Regions from separate parts of the Sus scrofa genome. Here region 2 is linked to region 1. The links are chromatin contacts, called in public Hi-C maps. All regions are on one chromosome and are shown on one strand. Each heading gives the region's core, a stretch centred on a gene start, on an enhancer-like site or on the middle of the called end of the contact. The rest is flanking DNA. Distances are from core to core; before and after follow the strand shown.

The links. Hi-C and Micro-C count contacts between places; a contact is called where the count stands out from the background.
Region 2: a Hi-C map of embryonic fibroblasts shows a contact between it and region 1, with 5 times the contacts expected there. The contact joins two enhancer-like sites. A contact is called at or near these places in 5 of 47 Hi-C or Micro-C datasets (embryonic fibroblasts, liver and skeletal muscle) and 1 of 2 datasets of contacts at active chromatin or transcription factors (skeletal muscle).

The regions. Positions count from the first base shown.
Region 1 is chr11:66,517,055-66,520,180 of Sscrofa11.1, reverse strand. All of the region lies in intron 1 of MBNL2 (muscleblind-like protein 2), which reads right to left. Among named protein-coding and RNA genes, the nearest start is that of MBNL2, 37 kb to the right of the region's middle. Within about 2 kb of position 1,285, at least 54 of the 83 cell types and tissues checked have an H3K27ac peak or open chromatin away from gene starts, as enhancers often do. A contact at or near this core is called in embryonic fibroblasts and skeletal muscle, where this site is marked.
Region 2 is chr11:66,594,235-66,597,553 of Sscrofa11.1, reverse strand. It overlaps MBNL2 (muscleblind-like protein 2), which reads right to left. Exons shown (of 10, transcript XM_021065800.1): 4 at 2,463-2,663. Among named protein-coding and RNA genes, the nearest start is that of RAP2A, 83 kb to the left of the region's middle. Within about 2 kb of position 2,028, at least 17 of the 83 cell types and tissues checked have an H3K27ac peak or open chromatin away from gene starts, as enhancers often do. A contact at or near this core is called in embryonic fibroblasts and skeletal muscle, where this site is marked.

The DNA.
Region 1 (3,126 bases), core at 36-2,535:
CTTGAGATTTGTGATCCGGTGTTGAATACATCCCAGAAAGATTCTGCCGGGAAGAACCTTCTAGCTCTCCAACCTCTTTTTCAGGTAGGCGGTAGATGGGCCTCTGGGCTAAGAAGAGCTGAGACCTGTCAGGCTAAGTTGGTACTTGCTTCTCTTTGACGCATCAAGGAGAAAGTTACTGGCAGGAGCTGAACTCTGCTGGAGTAGAAAGGTAAGATGACCACTTCAACCCCTCCTGGGGTCAAGGAGACCTCCCCAATCACACATGCGCAGAAAGACTCCTGGGGGTCAAAAAAGGAGGGGGTGCCAGGCCATAATAGATCCTGATGCTGCACCAGAATGCTTTGCGCTGGAATCCATCTTTGCTAAAAGATGCACATGCATGTCAGGGAGGGCCCTGGGTCCAGACAGGTGTGAGAAATAAAACAAGGTAACTGGCCAAAGGAAGCAAAACCCTGGAAGAACCGTGCTTTATAAGTGATTTAAATCACCTCTCGGGTGCGCTGCTCACTCAGGGAGACGCCCACACCCTCACTCCTCTTTTGGGTGTGTATCGCCTTGCCTCTGTCTTAAACTATTTCTCTGTGTGCTCTCCCACGTGTGGTGCTGTGTTTCCAACAATAAACTTCATACCTGTTTTTACAGCCCTTGCCTCCCTGAAACATTCTTGCTTTCAACAGGGAGCAAGAATCAGGGCAACCCTGCTTCCAACCTCTAGCTAGTCAGCTAGGACTCCTGGTTTGCACCCAGGCTGCCCAGGATCAATTCCTGAGCAGAGAATTAAGATCTCGCTTCAAGCCATCACTCACCGTTGTCTCTCTGAGATCACTTCCACGGCCAATGCCAAACCCCACCCCACTAACTTTGCGGAACGCAACTCCTCTGTCACGGAACCAGATATGGGTTAGGTAGACTGGATGTTTGAAGGGTTCAGAAGCCCGCAGAAGGAGACTCATTTGAACACTGTGGGAAAGATACCAGCAGGGTCAGGCAGGCAGGTGACGGTACTTCATTAATATTTAACCAAATAAGAATTTCCCTACAGAGCACCATTTGACTTCAGCACAAAAAAATAGAACCCAGGAATTCAGGATCAAGGAGAGGTCAATCGACTAAAATAGGACTTTAATTTTATTGTCATTTCACTCACCCTAGAAGTTAAAAAAAAAAAAAATCAATTTCCTGCCACACTTTTTAAAAAATCACCATTGACAAGGCATGACTCATGTCCCAAGTACAAAGCAGGCTCCAAAAACAGTGTGAGTCAACAGTTCCTCTTATCTTTCAGGAAACCGAGCTGCTAGAATGGAAATCAACAACAAATATTACTGCACTTAGAACCGGGAACGCTGAGGAATGTAAAAGGGTAAACCTGGCAACAAAATGGATATTCTATACAAATGCACTGCAGGCCGATGCTGATACCCGGCCTTATTGGGTAACATGTTGCTAATTGCAGGAGGCAGGTAGCATCAGCACTCACGACTTGTTCCATCAAGCTGGCCCTCCCAGGCCTTCCTTCTGGTGCTGCCTCTCCGCCCAGACAGGGCCCTCCCCAGAGCCTAATCACCACCCTGGCTCTGCTTCCCCGCTGCCGCCAGTTGTCATTATTTCTAAGCAACGTCACCCAGGGCTGCGTCACCATGGCAACAGCGGGCCACCGCTTTGAAGAGTGCAACAGGGAAAAGAGGGAAAGGAAAAAAAAGAGTCACGGGCTGGACGGCTCCTGGTCACGAGCTACTTCGGAAGTGGCAAACAGGCTTCTTCCCATTTTACGGCGGGGGAGACTGAGGAATGGGCGGAGCTCCCCCTCCTTCCTGGGAAGGAGGAGCAAACTGGAAATAAAACCTGATGACCACGCCCTGCCCAAGGGACGTGCTCCCCTTTTGATGTGGAGCTCGCGGAGCCATCTCCCAAGCATCCATCGTGAAACACAGGAACAAACACACAACGGAGAGGGGGGTCCTTAGTTATCCTGTAGATGAACCAAGAGATCCTTAGACCTCTATTTTAACGTACCAAACCCTGCTCTCTTAACTACATATTTTGCACATTTTCCCCCCCAAACACACAATCCTTATTTAGATGTAAGTGGTCCTGCCTGCTCAGGTGTACTGACATGAATTTCACTCAGTTCCTTAATTCTGCTCTGCCATTGCATTTCTTTCAAAAAACACATCCATTTTCCTTTAAGTGTTTTTTAGGAGGTATACTGCTGCGTCGGAAAATTAATAACCTGGTATAACCTGTGATACCACCCTCACGACAGGCTCTCAAGTCACCTGTTCATTATTTTTCAAAATGATTCTATCATCTGGGCTCCCATGTGCATACTTCAATTGCTCTTCTAGCGCTGCTTATTCCTGAAACTGGTCTGACCTCCTTCTCTAAGGAAACCAATAGCTTTGAATCAAACCAAATCTGACAAGATAAAATGAGAGAGAGGAAAAACGGCGGAGCCGGAATAACACCTTCTGTGGCATGCAGATCATTCCGCAGCTGCCTATCCCAGTCCCTGAATTTTTCTGTTTTGTCCCTAACACTATGTATGGAAAAGCAACTTGACCGTGAAGTAATGCTTTTACATTTCAAGTATTATTTTTCTAATGCAGTGTCTTTGGTGGGGGGTGGGGGTGGAGTTTTGCTTAAAGCACACAAAAGTTCCCAGGCCAGAGATCAACCCCCAGCCACAGCAGTAACCCAAGCCACAGCAGTGTCAACGCCAAGTCCTTAACTGCTAGGCCACCAGGGAACTCCCCCGATGGAGTCTCTTTTTAACAGAGATGAAATTGGAAGTCATTTTTATGATGACAATAAAACTCTATGTGTAGATGTAAATGATGTCTAGCTTATTGAAATGGGTCATCTTGGCAGCAATCAAAATGACCTTCCTAGGGTTTTACATAATTCTGCATCTAAATGAGAAATGAATGGTTTACTTACATCCATGCTACTGAGAGTTAAGCGATGGCGCTTACACAAACACATGCCCTTGAGCCAGCCTTTAAACTTGTAACTTCCTTTACCCCATCAATGCTAGGTTGTTGGCCAAAACTCTACTGATAAATTTTCTGTAAAAGAATTTGGGAGTTCCTGTCGTGGCTCAGTGGTTAACGAACCCAACTA
Region 2 (3,319 bases), core at 779-3,278, 77 kb before region 1:
ATCAAGGAAGCGAGTAAAAAAAAAATCTACAGTCTAGCTGCAATAACAAAAAAAAAAAAAAAAAAAAATCAACAAACCTCCACTGGCCTTGGGTTTTATTTATCTATAGAAAGAAAAAAGGAAGAGAGGGAGAGAAAGAAAATATTCTATTTATATACTAATTTGGAATAGATATAAAACTGGGACATCTACACATATCCACGTCTTCTTCCACCATGACACCTGTGCGCTGTTACAGGGTTTTCTGCACGGAGGAATAATTTCACCAGAGATCAAGTCACAAGGTCATGGCTGCACAACCTTGAGGGGGCCTTGCAAACCCGTTCCTCCTCTAGGATGATGGGAAGTGGGGGTGGGGTGACTGAATACTCTAGTTTTCCCATAGGTGTCACCTGCTCTACAAAGATAAGGTAAGTTTATACCATCAATTAGAAGAACTACAACATCTAAGACACTAAAACTTTCATCTAAAGTCACAATAGTATTATTTTTTGACAGCACAGAAAGAAGATAAAGAAAAGAGGAAAAGGAGAGAAATAGGGGAAGAGATAAAGGGAAAGAAATGAAAGGAGGGGAGGAGCATAGAGTTTGAGGTGTTTCAGTGTTGTTTCGCTTTTACTCCTCAATCCTTAATTATCCTGAAATCTTAGGCTCATGCTCCATCCGCTGAGCATGCTCATGGATCAAAGAGTTTACAAAAAATTTTTCTTTGGAATTTACCGGGTATTCTTAATCTTGCGCTTAATATTGATAACATGAACGACACAAATAACAAACACATAATACATATATTTATAAATATCATTGTCAGGGAAGAACTGCTAGTAAAATTGTAAGTGATGTTCTTCCCAGGCTCCACCCCCAAAGTCGATGTGCTTAACGTGGTGGTTCATATCTTGATCCTTTGCGACATCATAGGAAGGGTCACTGACATGACTCAAGCCTTGTGAGAGTCAAACGTACTCGGGAAATAGAGTTTCACTGACCAGGGGCCAAGCGAGTTTAAAGGATCAATCACAAAATTATTCATTGCTTCCTTCTAACTTTGGAGCGTTATCCCACATTCCATCTTTAGCTCATGAAATGTACAAAATAAAAGTTACTAAGATGTTCCCACAGATTCTGAGCAAGCCTCCCCCTATGCGTGGAGTGACTTCAGGCTGAGACTGCATGAGCGTAGACCAGCTCTCAGTCATTCACCTGGGGCTCTGTGTGCAGCCAGCTTCATTCCTGGTTTGAATGAATAGCAAGCTGCTTTGCTAAAGTCCTTGTGAATCATTTTTACATATGTCATTGTCTACCAGTCCTGCTGGGAAGGACAACTTGTTCCCAACTCTGCGGATTTAATTTGCTTTCTAAACGACGCAGTCACGTACTGAACATGAAAGCTTTATGGGTCCACCAGGTGGAGCTCCAAACTCTTTTCCAGCCCCATGAGAGGGCTCCGTATTCACGGAGATGGGCTTGATCAAAACAGTAGAAATGGGAGTTGATAGTCTTTTCGTTGTGGGATCCATATACTCCAGATTGAACCTAACATTGAGCAACGGTTTTATGGTTTTCAAGATTTACTGGGTAAATATTTAAACGAATGCACATTGAACGAACATTCTAGAATGATCTAACATAAAGCAGTGGCATACATATATACCACCTAACAACTGGAATCAAGCTCTTTGAAAAATCTATCAGGCTCTTTAGACACCCATATGAAACACTCTATTAAATATCATCAGATACAGTAGTTAAGATAAATGGATGACTCCCCTGATTAAAGAGAAATCTTACCCAGTATAGTATAGGTGAGTTGGTCTGACACATGGCTTAAGAATTATGTTTTACAAATATGTGAATTTGTTTCCCTGACTCTTGTAAAAATACTTGAATTTAAGTTAAAGTACCTCAAATCAATAAGGAAAAATTCCCAGCCTCCAGCTCCCCTTGCTCACCTGCATACAACCTGGGCTGACAAACCAGAACACGACTAGGTCTCAACCTTCTGCAATAGGACCACAGCACTGGGTCAGTAGTCACAGACCTGCTTCCTCCCACCCCATCTCTGGGCGTCTCCCTGGCCCTGGCTGCCGGCCTACGAACCTGCTGTTCCCAGACCTTTCGGATCCAGCAAAGGTGAATGTCTGGCACAGCTGGAGGCCTTCGGGCGCCACTCCACGCCCGCGTTGTGACTGATTCAGTGTTCCATGTGTTGTTACACATTTTGCCCCTCAACACACAGTCCACACAACAGATTTGTGTTTGTATTAAATGAATTCTTTTCCCTTTTCAGGCTACTTTATACTTGGCCTTACAGTCAAAGGACAGAATTAGGAATGCATGATTCATTTGCGGTGGATGTGTGTGGATGGCTGTTTCCTAAGACTGAATATCTTGCAAACATTCTCTCACAAAGAACTATACTTCGACCGCAAAGACATCTCAGAGCACAAAAATAATTGAAGTACCTCCAGTTTGTCAGTCCTGAGAAGTTTCTGAGTTGCAGTTGAGCCCGGGACAGTGACAGGTGGACTTCCGGGAACAATGACAGGTGTGGTGGGTAGAATTTCCGTTGGGACTAACCCAACTCCAGGGGTTACAGGTGCTAAGTAAGGAGCAAAGCTAATCGCCGTATTTGTCCCTATTGCGGGACCTACAGGAAAAGTGGGCTGTTAAAGGAAAATAACACAGGACAAAGATTTCTTAGAATAAAACTTTAAAAAGTCACCCGCAAGCGTCATTTGAGCAAAACTTATTCTTTCCATGCAAGACTCTTTGTGCTAGTTGCATAAATCAGTGCTGAACTTTGAAAACTCACTGAACTTCTCTGTTTTTGTTTAGTAAAAATGAAATCTGTGGAGATCCTCTCTTCCCCAAATCATACAAACACCTGCAAAACATCCTAGAAACCTAACTAGAAGGGCCAGGTTAAATGTTTATTCCTGTGAACGTGTTCTCAGAAAAGAAAATAATTTCACTCTAACTACTCATTCCAAACTACTGAATGTTTTAACACGAAGGTGGTAATAAGACTTATGGAATGCTGGCTCATGACCTTTGATTTCTCCTACGTGTCTTTCAAAGGGAGAGGCAGAAAGAAAAACCTTGCTTATCACTGGTGTTTCGGCTGACCAAGCTTATACATTCTCAAAAAGTGGGGACTGCTTGGTATTTTGTTTCGCTCCGACTTACCAGTATATTTCTATGTTCCATCACTAGCATGTACAATCCCAAAATGCACAGGCAGTTTTCATTTAGACCAGCTAGTTCTTGCTCTAGTTTAACTATGTCTAGATCTAATCTTTCTTTCCTGAAAGGTTGGATG